2 separate regions of the Rattus norvegicus genome follow, and region 2 is linked to region 1. A link is a contact called in public Hi-C data. All regions are on one chromosome and are shown on one strand. Each heading gives the region's core, a stretch centred on a gene start, on an enhancer-like site or on the middle of the called end of the contact. The rest is flanking DNA. Distances are from core to core; before and after follow the strand shown.

The links. A called contact is a pair of places that touch in the nucleus more often than the background predicts.
Region 2: a Hi-C map of liver shows a contact between it and region 1, with 4 times the contacts expected there. The contact joins the enhancer-like site here to the promoter of Hgd in region 1.

Annotation. Positions count from the first base shown.
Region 1 is chr11:76,641,360-76,648,908 of GRCr8, forward strand. Hgd (homogentisate 1, 2-dioxygenase) reads right to left here and starts at 2,408. Exons shown (of 14, transcript NM_001012145.1): 1 at 2,255-2,408. The coding sequence starts at 2,269.
Region 2 is chr11:76,930,710-76,938,258 of GRCr8, forward strand. All of the region lies in intron 4 of Stxbp5l (syntaxin binding protein 5L), which reads left to right. Among named protein-coding and RNA genes, the nearest start is that of Stxbp5l, 94 kb to the left of the region's middle. Within about 2 kb of position 4,237, at least 1 of the 93 cell types and tissues checked has an H3K27ac peak or open chromatin away from gene starts, as enhancers often do. A contact at or near this core is called in liver, where this site is marked.

The sequences.
Region 1 (7,549 bases), core at 1,158-3,657:
GCATTTGAGGAATGGTAGAACAGAAGCGACATAGTCCAGACTATAGTGGATCCACCTTAAACATCATGTGATTGTTACAGCTTTTGACTTTTCTTTCTCTACCTGTGATTTTTTTTTTTTTTTTTTTGTAAAGGTAATCTCACTAGAGGTTTTGTGTTGACGTAGCCATTGAAATGCTAGAAGAAACGTGAAGGGCATCTTAAATTAAGTGTTATGTTTATTGATTGGGATGGGTCTGCTTTAATCTGGCTCTCTCTGTGTGTCTAGGTTTCTGACCTCTGAGATAACCTTTCCTTATGGAGATGAGACAGCAGGCCTGGCAAGCCTTTGAAACCAAGAACAAAGGCCATGGTGCCTTTTGCATGTGGCGGCGTTTGCATAATAAGTTGCTTAAAAATTGCGGCAGGAGAGGATTTAAGATATGATTTATTTATAAATGCTAAGGATGTCTCCTGCCTTTATGAACTTCCTCATAGGATTTCCGTCGAATTCTCCTTCCTCCACATCGTCAACCGGCATACTGGTCCCCATTAGCTATGCCCATTCCCGCCACCATTCTGATCTACCTATGGGTCCCCTCTTGGGCATCTGCATCCATGCGGCAGCTCCAATGCAGCTGAAATATTGTGTTCCTGGGACTCGAAAACCTTTCTGTGTATTTTGCATCTTTGCACAAGGTATTTCCTCTGGTGCAATCCTTTGTCACTTCACCAGGGACAGCTAGCTGTTTATGAAAAGTTTCTCCCTTCCCGGGCTGTGTTGACTGCTAACATGCTAACACTGAGTGAGAGCTAAGGCTAAATCTGGCGTGAAGACAAAGGAGAAAAACTCCTTACTACAGAGTTAAGCACCTTCAAGGTGTCTTAGTTAGGGACCTGCTGGGTTTACCATCCCAGCTTTAACTGAAAGGTTTCCTGTCAGTGGTCAGTCTCTACATTCCTGGAAGGGGTTTAGTGAGCAGTCCTACTCAGTCTGCCCCAATGTGCCAGGGAGCTCTAGTTCTGGTCTTAAGCATTGAGCTAAGTACTAGGCAGAGTTTTAGACACTGGGAACACACTTCTTTTCCCTGGCCCAAAAGGCCCAACCTAGTAGGTGCAACCGACCCTCTTTTGGGGGCCTGAAATTCAAACTCTTGACATCTGCTACAGTCTCCACCATTTACCAGCAGGGACCTTGGATGAGTCCCTTGTTCTCCATGAACCTTGCTTTTCTTATAGGTTTAAAATAGGAAAAAAGAAATGGCACCCACCCCCTAGGTTCAGAGTGCTAATGCACCGTTATAACACCTGACCTAGCACTTGTAGCACATGACCTACTAATTCTTCTCAATGGCACGCTAAATAAAGAGTACTGTCCAAAGCTGAGTCTGAACTACCTAACGGCTAAGTAGACGGAGCACAGTGAACTGGCTGGCACAGTGAACTGGCTGGCAGGAAGCAGTCCAGGAGGTGCAGCCACAAGGATGACGGAGAGCAGTGGGCTAGGAGACTGGGGAGAAATGCATGCATGCACTTAAAGGTGAGCTCTTGCTCACCTCAGATCCACACACCAGTGTTAGGAGTTAACAAAGGCAAGGGCGATAATGCTTCCTGTCACCTCAGTTTGTCAACTCAGCGCAATCACATCTACTAACAATGTGGTGGAGCATCTGAACATGTGTATGTGTGTCTGTCTGTATGGGTGAGGGTGTTTGAGCCTTTCAACTGTGTGTGTGTGTGTGTGTGTGTGTGTGTGTCTGTCTGTCTGTCTGTCTGGATGAATGGATGGGGTGTTTGAGCCTTTCAACTGTGTGTGTGTGTGTGTGTGTGTGTGTGTGTGTGTGTGTGTGTGTGTATGTATGGGGGTATCTGAGCCCTTCAAGTGTGTGTGTGTGTGTGTGTGTGTGTGTGTGTGTGTACACATGCATGTGAGCCAACAACAGAAGCCACAAGGCTAGAAGAGGGTGCCAGAGCCCCTGGAACTAGAGTGTGAACTACTGAATGGGTTCTGGGAACTGAACCCAGGTCCTCTGGAAGAGCAGAGAGTACTTTTAACTACTAAGCCATCTCTGTAGCCCCAACCCTTCAACTCTGACACCAGGAAACACCATGCATTCTTGCTGAAGAAGGCTAGTAAACCTGTTAGACATCTCCAGCCCTTCCGCCCGTTCTTACCTTCTCTCCATTCCTTTTCTGTTCTTTTTCTGGCTAAGTGACTCCACAACCCCAGGCATACTCTCCTATCTTAATCCAAATCCAGCCAGATGGTTTCTTACCTTTAACTCTGCCATTTCCCTTCTGCTGGAAGGAAACTCAGGCCAAGGAGCTGAGGTACGAATGTTCCTGTGTCTCTTTAAAACTACTCTCTGGATGTTGTTGATTTTTACCAGATCTCTCTTTCTTCTTGGTCAGCAGGTCACTCAGGGCAGAGTTGCTCAACTGACACACTAGTCAGAAAGTCCAACACGATTGCATCTAAAATTCTTGCACAACCTTTTTTTTTTTTTTAATTTTTAACCCCAGGTCATTTCTGAGAGCGTTTACAGAGAACCAGTCTCTCTCACCTGGCATAAATAAACAGTGACCAATTCTTTGTTCCATGTTAAGGAAGTCTTTTTTTTCCCCCAAAGGCAGAGATTGTAAAGCTATCTAAGAAAGGAACTATGGGAGTTACTTGGCACCTGCCAGATGTTACAGAGAATTCTCTTAGTCCTAACTCAGGCCAGGAAGATGCAAGGCCAGTCTCCAGAGCCCATGGGAAAAAACCAACTGCCATGTGCTTTGACCTGGTGCAAGAGCTATGGAAAGAAGGGGATAAGGACTGGATGCTCCCTTCCCTGCCACTGTCTCCTGTGGATGAACTCAGCTCCCAGATCATGCACTGCTGACAGCCTCGAGTTGCACTTGAAGTAAACTGGGATGTGATGTTTATTGTTATTTGTCTTGACTTCTTCTTTTTCTTTTTTTTATTTACAAAGTTTTATTTTTTAAAATTTTTTTCTCCATCTTTATTAACCTGGGTATTTCTTATTTACATTTCAATTGTTATTCCCTTTCCCGGTTTCCAGGTCAACATCCCCCTAACCCCTCCCCCTCCCCTTTTATATGGGTGTTTCCCCTCCCCATCCTCCCCCCATTACCTCCCTCCCCGCAACAATCCCCGTTCACTGGGGGTTCAGTCTTGGCAGGACCAAGGGCTTCCCCTTCCACTGGTGCTCTTACTAGGCTATTCATTGCTACCTATGAGGTCAGAGTCCAGGGTCAGTCCATGTATAGTCTTTGGGTAGTGGCTTAGTCCCTGGAACCTCTGGTTGGTTGGCATTGTTGTTCATATGGGGTCTCAAGCCCCTTCAGCTCTTTCAGTCCTTTCTCTGATTCCTTCAACGGGGGTCCCGTTCCCAGTTCAGTGGTTTGCTGCTGGCATTAGCTTATGTTTTTGCCATATTCTGACTGTGTCTCTCAGGAGAGATCTACATCCGGTTCCTGTCAGCCTGCACTTCTTTGCTTCATCCACCTTATCTAGTTTGGTGGCTGTATATGTAAAGGCCACATGTGGGGCAGGCTCTGAATGGGTGTTCCTTCAGTCTCTGTTCTAAACTTTGCCTCCCTATCCCCTCCCAAGGGTATTCTTGTTCCCCTTTTAAAGAAGGAGTAAAGCATCCACATTTTGGTCATGCTTCTTGAGTTACATGTGTTCTGTGCATTTAGGGTAATTTGAGCATTTGGGCTAATATCCACTTATCAATGAATGCATACCATGTGTGTTTTTCTGTGATTGGGTTACCTCACTCAGGATGATATTTTCCAGTTCCATCCATTTGCCTATGAATTTCATAAAGTCATTGTTTTTGATGCTGAGAAGTACTCCATTGTGTAGATGTACCACTTTTTTTGAATCCATTCCTCTGTTGAAGGGCATCTGGGTTCTTTCCAACTTCTGGCTATTATAAATAAGGCTGTTGTGAACATAGTGGAGCATGTGTCTTTGTTATATGTTGGAGCATCTTTTGGGTATATGCCCAAGAGTGGTATAGCTGGGTCCTCAGGTAGTGGAATGTCCAATTTTCTGAGGAACCTCTAGACTGATTTCCAGAATAGTTGTACCAGTCTGCAATCCCACCAACAATGGAAGAGTGTTCCTCTTTCTCCACATCCTCCCCAGCATCTGCTGTCACCTGAGTTTTTGATCTTAGCCATTCTGACTGGTGTGAGGTGAAATCTCAGGGTTGTTTTGATTTGCATTTCCCTTATGACTAAAGATGTTGAACATTTCTTTAGGTGCTTCTCAGTCATTCAGCATTCCTCAGCTGTGAATTCTTTGTTTAGCTCTGAACCCCGTTTTTTAATAGGGTTATTTGTCTCCCTGCAGTCTAACTTCATGAGTTCTTTGTATATTTTGGATATAAGCCTTCTATCAGTTGTAGGATTGGTAAAGATCTTTTCCCAATCTGTTGGTTGCCATTTTGTCCTTTGCCTTACAGAAACTTTGTAGTTTTATGAGATCCCATTTGTCGATTCTTGATCTTAAAGCATAAGTCATTGGTGTTTTGTTCAGGAAGTTTTCTCCAATGCCCATGTGTTCGAGATTCTTCCCCACTATTTCTTCTATTAGTTTGAGTGTATCTGGTTTGATTTGGAGGTCCTTGATCCACTTGGACTTAAGCTTTGTACAGGGTGATAAGAATGGATCGATCTGCATTCAGTATGCTTAAAATTCTTCAGCCTTTTGTTTGCTAATGCCTTTACTCCTCTGAAAGCAGACTGCTTTCCAGCTGCCTTCTGTACTCCCTTGCCCCTCATCTTAGCCATTCATTGCAATCGCTGTAAGGTAACGACTTTGTGATTGGTGGTGTTCAGGAAGGAAACATACAGAGACTCGGCTTTTGCCAGATCTTTCCCACAGACATTACCTCATTTAGTTACACAAAAACAATTTTGCAAAGTAGGTTTTATTATTCCAAACTCAGATGCAACAACGCAGGAAGGAAATTCAGCTGAGTCGATCAATGTAGCTGATTTTCCAGAAGCTAAATCCTAATTTGTAAACGAATTGGTGAAAAGAAGAGAATGATAAATCAGATTTTGCAATTAGAGGGTTCTGACAGTAAAGGGTTTATTGATCTGTGAGAGGTAAAGGGCCCATCTTAGAACAGTACCCAATACACGAATTACACTAGAGATCAGCTAGAACATGTCCCTGCTTTACAATAAAATTTTGGGGAAAAGAAGTATGAAGCATTTACACTGAACCTATATTGGCTATAGATAAGGAGGGCAGAACACACAAGGCCGCAGAGGCTACCAATTGGTTGGTTCATAGCTCCAAGATCAGATGCAGAGTGTCATTGAGGGCTGATCTTCAGCATACAAAAAGGGAGTATGAAAATGTTTTTCTTGGCTGGTTAACCTTGAAATTTGAGTTTAAATGGCCTTCTCTTACCTCTTTACTCCTCTGTTCTCTGGCATGTATTTTCTTAATGTAGGACATCTCAGGATAGAGGGAAGGAAGGAAGGGAGAGGGAAGGAGAGAAGGAGGGGGAGGGAAGGAGGGAGGAAGGGAGAGAAGGAAAGAAGGGGAAAGGAGGGATGGAGGGAGGAGGGATGGAAGAAAAGAGTAAAAGGGGGGGGGGCAAGAAACCATCATAGTAACTGTAAATATTGCCTAGATTCTCCCTCATGTGCCCCTTGACTTTACTGTTACCTCTGTCAATAGCATCTTTAGCTGGGCACAGTGGCATACACCTGCCACTCCAGCACTTGAGAGGCTGAAGCAAGAAGATTTTGAGTTCAAGGCCAGCCTGAACAGCACAGTGAGACTCTAAAAAACAAGTCAAAAGATGGAGCCTTTTCTTCTCTGGGTCTTGGTAAACATGACATTAGAAAACAACACAGTGGCTTGAAACATTGCTCACAGATATGTGTGTATTTCCTACTGTCTCAGACTAATATGTAGAGGTAGAACTAGCTTTCAGGGGTCAGGCAGCAGCTCCCCAGCCCAGTCACATGTGGGGATGAGGCAATCCAGGTACCAGATGGCTGCAGACATGTAAGTGATCCCTGGTGAGACCAAAAGAACCATGCGCTAAACCCAGCCCAGCTCATTGGCTGAAAGACTTGGGAGGAAACAGAACAGCATACCTTACACTAACAAGTTTGGGAGTGGTTGGTTAACAGTAGAGATAGATAATTTAGCCGTACAGCTAAAACTCTTATGTTCAGGTCTAAAGTGGATTCAGGCAGCCATCAGCACTCAGGACTGTGGCATACTGTAGTTGCAGTGCAACTGCTTGCTTGTGTATGAGGTATTCCACATGGAGGGCCAGCCCTGTGGGCCATGTTCATAGAAGTAAGGGTTGTAGGTACAAACACATGGGCCAATTTCTGGCAGGCAGCTTACAGGGAGTCACAGTATGGACATATGACATTACACAGCATTCAAACTCTAGATTTTATACACAAACTTAGAAGTGGATGGAGACCCTGTATCATTGAGGCTAGTCGTACAGTATGTAGACTTGAAACAGAGTAAATTCAAGGAAAGGAACCCTCGCATGTCTTGAGTTTATGAGAACCGTGGAGCTTCATCACCTACAGCTAACTTGCTTTGCCAATTAAAAATACAACACACAGGAGCCAGGAAGAGACAAGGGAACAGCTTCAGGGCTGTGCTTTTCTATGGAGCCATTTTGGAAGGCAGGTTTATGTGTTTCACAGCCAACTGTGGTGGTGCACACCTTTTAATCCCAACACTTGGGAGGCAGAGGCAGGTGGATCTCTGAGTCTGAGGCCAGCCTGGTGTACATAGTGAATTACACACACACACACACACACACACACACACACACACACACACACACACACACGTTTCCCTGTGTGAGAGATTGAAGGAATAATAAAAGCAATGACTGGCTGGATGAAGTTTTCTTTAGGATACTGAAAATGTTTAAATCAAAATAACCTATTAATAAGATTTAGGAAGTCCTCCTATGGGGGCTAACTTCATTTCCTGCCTTTTCTATTTTTATAACAACGATTCAATAAATTAAGTATTTGCTTTGCAGTTACTATGCCAGTTACTGCCAGGGAATGAGAATAAAAGGACTCACAGGTTTGGGTAGCCTTGATTCTCTGTGTAATGGCTTGCCATTTTAATTAGCCGAAGCACATATATTCATTCATTCATTCTTCTTGGGGACCATTTCAATAGTGTATGCTAAGTGCTATGACAGTGACTACTGGTCCAGGGTATTACTGGTGACATTAGACATTGCACCAAAACCAGTGGAGATGATGTTGGAACCACGTGACAGAATAAAGGTCGGAATGGGTTGAGCAGAGGGACCAGTATCTATAGACAGAGAAATGGCGGTGCAGTACCCTGTGTGTGGGGCTGTGTGGTTGAACTTAGGAATGGGTGGGGTATCCTACTGAGAAACCTTCCAGGAAGAGGAAGAAGTGTTTGGGCAGACTTTTGAAGCAGACTCAGAGGTTAGCTGGCTTTTAACACACCCAGCAGCAGGATGAGACTGTCAGGGTAAACCGAAGGCATCCTGGACCAGAGCGGCAGTGGC
Region 2 (7,549 bases), core at 2,987-5,486, 290 kb after region 1:
GAAGTTTCTGCCTATCAGTATTTTGGCTTACAAATATTATATTGGCTTACAAATATTACAAATATTTGGCTACAGGATTCACAGGGACTTTATCTCCTTTTTTCACTTGTTTTTACAATTAATGTCATTGTCTTCCTTAGTACTTTTCCTCTCTTTCTCTTCATAATTTCATCTTTAACTAGTTTTAGGGAACCACCTGACCATATCCCTTCTAGCACAACAGTAATTTAGGCTTCTCTCCTGACTCCTGAAGTGTCAGAAGTAATCATTCAACCACAGAAATGTCTCTTCCATTCTGTTCTGCAGATTGTCTGAAGAGACTCGCCTTATAAAGTCTGAGCATGACACAACTCACCTGCTACTTCTGTCATAAAGTGTAGTTTGTGTTTTCGAAAGTCTGAAGTGAGGCTTGGGTTTGGGTTTGAAATAAGTGTGTAGCTAGTGTTGATGCTGCTGGTCAATGGACCTTTACTTAAATAGCAAAGACTGATGCTTTTAAAATATGAAAAAAACACTTTCTTTTTTATGCACCATTCATACCTAATGAACCACCATTTCTGTGGTTATAGTCTTAGAACACACATTAAAATTAGATGTTTAGTACCCCAAAGATTTAAAATATTGGTATAACTTAGTGGATGTGCATCAAGACCATTCCAAAATAGCTTTAAAGCAATACTAGTAGCTACAGTCTCCAAAACATTGGAAACCATCTCTGGTGTATGGCTGTTGTTTTCACACGCAATTCATTATACGCTTGATTCACAATATCTAAGTTAGGCAGGGCAATTATAAATATTCTTTATGAGGCTAAGATCTTAGTTAGAGTTATACCTGAAACTGAAGAATTTACTGGCATGAGAAATAGCTCTTAATAAGCTATATTAGAGCTCATTGGAAAGAAGATCTTCTAAGTCAAATTCTCCTGATGAATTTTTCGTTATTTATTTTTATTTATTTATTTAATTTTTGAGACAGTGTCTCTCTACATAGCCAGGCTGACTGGCCTCAAATTAATGAAGATCTACCTGTCTCTGCCTCCCAACTGCTGTGATAAAAGACATTCAATATTATGCCTGGCTTTATTGAATCTCTTATAGAACAATAACAATGATTTAGTTCTATTTTCTTTTTAAAATATTTTTTGTTCATGAGTTATGACAATGTAGCTTTTAAAAATTATTTATTTATACCCCAAATGTTTCCCCCTCCCAGTTCCTGCTCCCAGAGTTCTTCACTCCATCCTCCCTCCCCTTTGCCTCTGAGTACTTCATTCCTCACCCCACACCTTCCCTTCTCTGGAGCCTCAAATCTTTACAAGATTAGGCACATCCTGTCCAACTAAGGCCAGACAAGGCAGCTCTCTGCTTCATATATGCCAGGGGCCTTGGATCAGCCTGTGTATGCTCTTTTGTTGGTGACTTAGTCTTTGGGAGCTCCCGGGGGTTCAGGTTAGTTACCACTGTTGGTCTTCTTATGGGGTTGCCATTCCCTTCAGCTCCTTCAATCCTTCCCCTAACTCTTCCATAGAGGTCTCCAATCTCAGTCCAGTGGTTGGCTGTAAGTATCTGTATCAGTCTTAGTCATATGCTGGTAGAGCCTCTCAGAACAGTCATGCTAGCTTCCTGTCTGCAAGCACAAAATAGCATCAGTAATAGCGTCATGGTTTGGTGTCCACCCATGGTATGGATCCCAAGTTGAGCTGGTCACAGGATGGCCTTTCCTTCAGTCTCTGCTCCATTTCTGTTCCCGCATTTCCTTTAGACAAGAACAATTCTGGATCAAGAATTTTGAAGAAGGGTAGGTGGCCCCGTGTCTCTAATGGGGTCCAGGTCTATCTCCTGGAGGTGGTTTCTTCAGGCTCCATCTTTCCATCACTGGGCATTTTGACTAAGATCATCCCCACTGGCTCCTGGGAGCCTCTCATATCCCTGGTGTCCTGGCTGGTTTTGTGTGTCAACTTGACACAAGCTGGAGTTATCACAGAGAAAGGAGCCTCCCTTGAGGAAATGCCTCCATGAGACCCAGCTGTAAGGCATTTTCTCAATTAGTGATCAAGGCGGAAGGCCCAGCCCATTGTGGGTGGTGCCATCCCTAGGCTGCTGGTCCTGGGTTCTATAAGAGAGCAAGCTGAGCAAGCCAGGGGAAGCAAGCCAGTAAGTAATATCTCCCCACGGCCTCTGCATCAGCCCATTGTGGGTGGTGCCATCCCTAGGCTGCTGGTCCTGGGTTCTATAAGAGAGCAAGCTGAGCAAGCCAGGGGAAGCAAGCCAGTAAGTAATATCTCCCCACGGCCTCTGCATCAGCTCCTGCTTCCTGACCTGCTTGAGTTCCAGTCCTGACTTCCTTTGGTGATGAACAGCAGTGTGGAAGTGTAAGCTGAATAAACCCTTTTCTCCCCAACTTGCTTCTTGGTCAGGATGTTGTGTGCAGGAATAGAAACCCTGACTAAGATACCTGGTGTCTGGGACTTTCTAGAAGTTTCCCTTCCCCCTTCTAAGTGGTATTGAAGCATCCTCACTCGGACCTTGCTTCTTGTTAAACTTCTTACGGTTTATGAATATCCTGTATTTTTGGAGACTATCCATTTATCAGTGAGCACATACCATGCATGTCTGGGTTACCTCACTCAGGATATTATTTTCTAGTTCCAACCATTTGCCTGCAAAATTCATGATGTCCTCGTTTTAAATAGCTGAATAGTATTCCATTTTGTAAATGGACCACATTTTCTGTATCCATTCTTCAGTTGAAGGACATCCGGGTTGCTTCCAGTTTCTGCCTATTACAAATAAGGCTATTATGAGCATAGTGGAGCTCGTTTTCCTGTGGTATGGTGGAGCACCTTTTGGGTATGTGCCCAGGAGCACTACAGCTGGGTCTTTAGGCAGAACTATTTCCAATTTTCTGTGGAACTGCTAGATTGATTTCCAGAATGGTTGTAACAATTTGCAATCCCACAGCAACAGGAGTGTTCCCCTTTCTCCACATCCTCAGCAACATGTGCTGTAGATTGAGTTTTTGATCTTAGCCATTCTGATTGGTGTAGGTGGATTCTCAGGGCATTTTAATTTGCATTTCCCTGATTACTAAAGATGTTGAACAATTCTTCAATCACATCTCGGCCATTTGAGATATCTGTGTTGAGAATGCTTTGTTTAGCCCTATAACCCATTTTTTTCAGTGTATCTGGTTTTGTATTGAGGTTTTTGATCTACTTGGACTTGAACTTTATGTAAGATGATAAGTATGTATCAATTTGCATTCTTCTACATACAGGCTTCCAGTTAGACCAGCACCATTTGTTGAAGATGCTTTCTTTTTTCAACTATATGGTTTTGGCTTCTTTTGTCAAAGATCAAGTGTCCATATGTGTGTGGGTTTATTTCTGAGTCTTGCAGTTTTTATCATTATTGCTCTGTAGTACAGCTTGAGGTCAGGGATGGTCATCCCTGCAGAAGTTTTTATTGCTGAGAGTTTTGGGTATGTTGGAGTGGTATAGCTGTGTCTTCAGAAGAAGAAATTGTTGATTTCTTTCTTCAGGGACTTGAGGTTCTTTTCATATTGATCTTTCACTTGCTTTGCTAGAGTTACACTAATATTTTATAGTATTTGTGGCTATTGTTAAGGGTGTTGTTTTCCTAATTTCTTTCTTAGCCCATTTATAATTTGTATAAAGGAAGGCTACTGATCTATTTGAGTTAATTTTATATACAGACACTTTGCTGAAGTTATTTATCAACTGTAGGAGTTCTTTGAACTGCAGGAATTTGGGGGGTCGCTTATGTATATTATCATATCATCCACAAATAGTGATACCTTGACTTCTTCCTTTCTAATTTGTTTCCCCTTGACCTCCTTTTGTTTTCTAAATGTTCTAGCTAGAACTTCAATTACTGTATTGACTAGATATGGACAGAGTTGGCAGCCTATGGCAATGTTTCTTAAACAGAAGTCTGTAGGCAAGGTCTGGGGTTGTGATTTTTCTACAGTAGCTTTCTACAAAAGCATTTGGCTTGAAATGCTTTTGTTTTTATATTAAATTAATACTAACATTCTAAAGGATTTAGACAGATTGTTCTACCTAAAAATGCTGGCTATACAGGTTCAGTTCACAGAGTTGGACTTGTATTTTAGTTATGTTTATTTTGTTATAGATCAATAAAATACCAGAAGTGTACTATTTGTGCAATAGCCATTTTGTAACACACAATTACCTCAGGGAGCAAAGTAGTAAATATAGATTTGGGCTCATGGTTTCAGATGTTTCCTCCCAGGACCATCTGACTGTTTGCAATGAGGTGAGGCAGTACATTGTGGCACAACAATGTAGAAAGGCAAAATAATTCATCTTAGAAGCTGTGAAACAGAGAGTACATGCCTGAGAAAACAGACTTTTTCTTCTCCCCTTTTATTTTGTCCAGACCCCTCCATGTATAGGACAGCTTAACATTCAGGGCAGGTGCTTCATCTGTGGTTAATAACATCAGGGGCAGAGAACACAGCTCAGTAGTAGGGTACTTACTTAAAGTGTGTTCATTGCTCAGCACTATTAAAAAATCTAACAATCAGAAAAATCATAAAAGTTTCTATCATGCAAATAGTTGTAAAAATAAGACATGGTATACTATGAAGCAGAGTTTGAAGCAGTTAAGGGAGATAAAAGTGCTGAAAAATACAAAGAATAAATACACCAATCTTAAAAGGACATAGCATTAAAACCATATCCATATTGTCAATATCACATAAATTACGGAAATTCTACATTGAATCCTAAGGGAGGATCAGAAATGTACATTGTAATGTACATTGACAGTATGTACATTATTTAAATTTTAAAATTACTTCTTTACATATTGACCTTTAGTAGTCTTATTCAAATGGAACTTTCATTTCTTTAATTTTTATAAACATTTAACACAGCTTCATTTTAGTTTCCTTTCTTGTCAACTTGTTTATGTCTCTCGTCACATATGTATCAGATGATAAGGATGCTATGTGTGTTATAACACAAGATTTATAAAGACTCATTCAGTGAAGGTGTAATAGATGAGTGTATGGAAAGCTAGAGATGTCTTAAATGTTTTTGTGATATTCAAAATGAATAGGAAACCAACATCTAACACCTTAACATTACTTATGTATCAGATTGTGGTAGTCTTTCAAGTTGCAAATGAGGACTTAATGAAATAAAAATTAAGCTTTATGAAGTTACCAATTAATTATTATGATTATCAGGTACACAGAACAAGTATAATAATACCCTTGGCTCATGTCAGTAAGTCACACTGATCTATTCAGAGAAAGTTTGGGAATCTTAAATGGTTATTCTAGTCCTGTGGGACTCTCATTAGTTTCTCTTTACTAACCATCATTAAAGAGTTAGTTCACAAGCTAGTTCTGGTTCTGTTAGGTTTTTCTTCCTGTTTTCTTTCTGCTCTAAGGTTTGTTTACATTAGCATGCCATCTCCTGCCTCAGGTTTCATCACTAAACCTGGCAGTTCTCAGATTTTACTTATTAACTGAGGTTGAGATCACTACGTCATATTGAAGTTTCCTCATGTCCTGTTGGAAGCCCTTAGATTGTTTTCTCTGTCTCCCTGTGATTCAGGTATGGTGATTGTATACCTTCTCTAAAATGAGTTCCTATTTATATTGAAGATTAAATAGAAAATTGATTGTTCATTGCCTAGAAACATGACCATCAAGTTATTTCCTGTGTAATATTAGTAACTATTCCTTGGAGACAGCTATTCTAGACTTCAATTCTTAATTAAAGATTCCCAGTATCATGCAAGTTACTCATTAATTAGAAAAACCAATTTACTTTGCTGTTTCTTATGTCATAGCAAATTTATAGTGTTTTGAATGTGATATGCCTCATGCTTTCCACAGGGCAGATAACATTTGGTTCAGAGAGGTAGGATATTGAAACATTCAGTATGGCAGGCTGAGACTATGTACAGGAGCCCCTGGCTGTTCACTGTTGACTCTTATGCACCATCGTGCTTGTAAGCGTCACTCTTACGTGTGATATACGATGGAATTGTGTGAACTTACCATTCAGTTTTTTAAAAAGGGTATCTATTTGTCTGTCAAAATTTTGTTCAGCTTTTATGATAGTGTACTAGATAATCTTCCAAGGCAACTCTAGGAAATATTTGGTGCAGAACATGCAAGTGATTATCTATGAACTTATTGCCTTTTTAAGAGCATCTAGAAAGGGCTTCCGAGATGGTTCAGTAGTTAAGAGCACTGGCTGCTCTTCCAGAGGTCCAGAATTCAATTCCCAACAACCACGTGGTAGCTCCTGATTATCTAGAAAGGGATCTGATGCCCTCTTCTGGCCTGCAGATGTATATACAGACAGAGCATTCATACATTTTAAAAAAGTCTCAAGAGCACAATGAATTCAAATTAGAGAGACTAATGTTAATAGGTGAGCCGTTTAATTTCATATGTCATATATAGTAGTCCTGATGACTCTAGATATTGAACATGTCTCAGAGCTAGTCAGAAAGCTCATAATGAAGATGAGAATAGAACAGTGAAACTCAAGGAGGTCTTGATACCATGGCACATGTCTACATTGAGCACTCCTACATTAAGACGGGAAGTAGAGAAAAGGCAGAAGGATAGCTAGACTGAAGTATGCAGCACTATGGCAAGTAAGAGAAACTCTGCCTCACACAAGGTAGGAAGTGTAGACCAATACTTGATATTGTCCTCTGACCTCCACATTAAGAGAGAGAGAGAAAGAGAGAGAGAGAGAGAGAGAGAGAGAGAGAGAGAGAGAGAGAGAGAGAGAGAATAGAGCGATTCTCCGACCTTAGCAGTTTTCCCCCTAATACATAAATGCCAAGCATTTGAACAAAGTACAGATGACTACTATTTTTCCAATAACTTTGAAATTTATGAACATTATGTACCTAATTTATCCTTGAAATGACTTTTATTTAAATAACTAAGCAGAGGAGCTTGGATACTAAATTTTGTAACAGGAATGGATTGTACCACAATTTTCTTACGCTTTTTAGCTGTTGGGCTTTGGCAGTTATAGAGCAAACAGTTTAGTCTCATGTATGCATCAATAAAGATAAACATCTATAGAACAGAGGTTCGTAAGTTCTATTGTATATGCTATATAAAGCACTTAGAATCATCTCCACTGTGTTACACAGTTTTAAATCACCTTGTAGAATGGTTCTGTTTTCAAAGTAGATACCTAGTCACAGTTTTAGACATACTATCAAAACATTCCTTTGTCATTTTGAATACATGTGCCTATTGTGGTTTAATAATAAAAATACTGAAAACAAAGTTCAATTTCCTGCTACTGAAAAAAATCATCTTGGTTTCTCCTATGTAAAACAGAAATACATATTTGTTTTATCACTGTGTTCAGAATGACAGATAGTGTAGTTGATCTCTTAGAAATGATGGTTCAAATGGTGGTTACCAGAAACTAAGCCAAGGAAGAAGGGGTGGTGTGTGGAGAAGCTGGGGAAGGTGGATTAAAGTTACTATAATGTCAGATATGTAAAGTAAG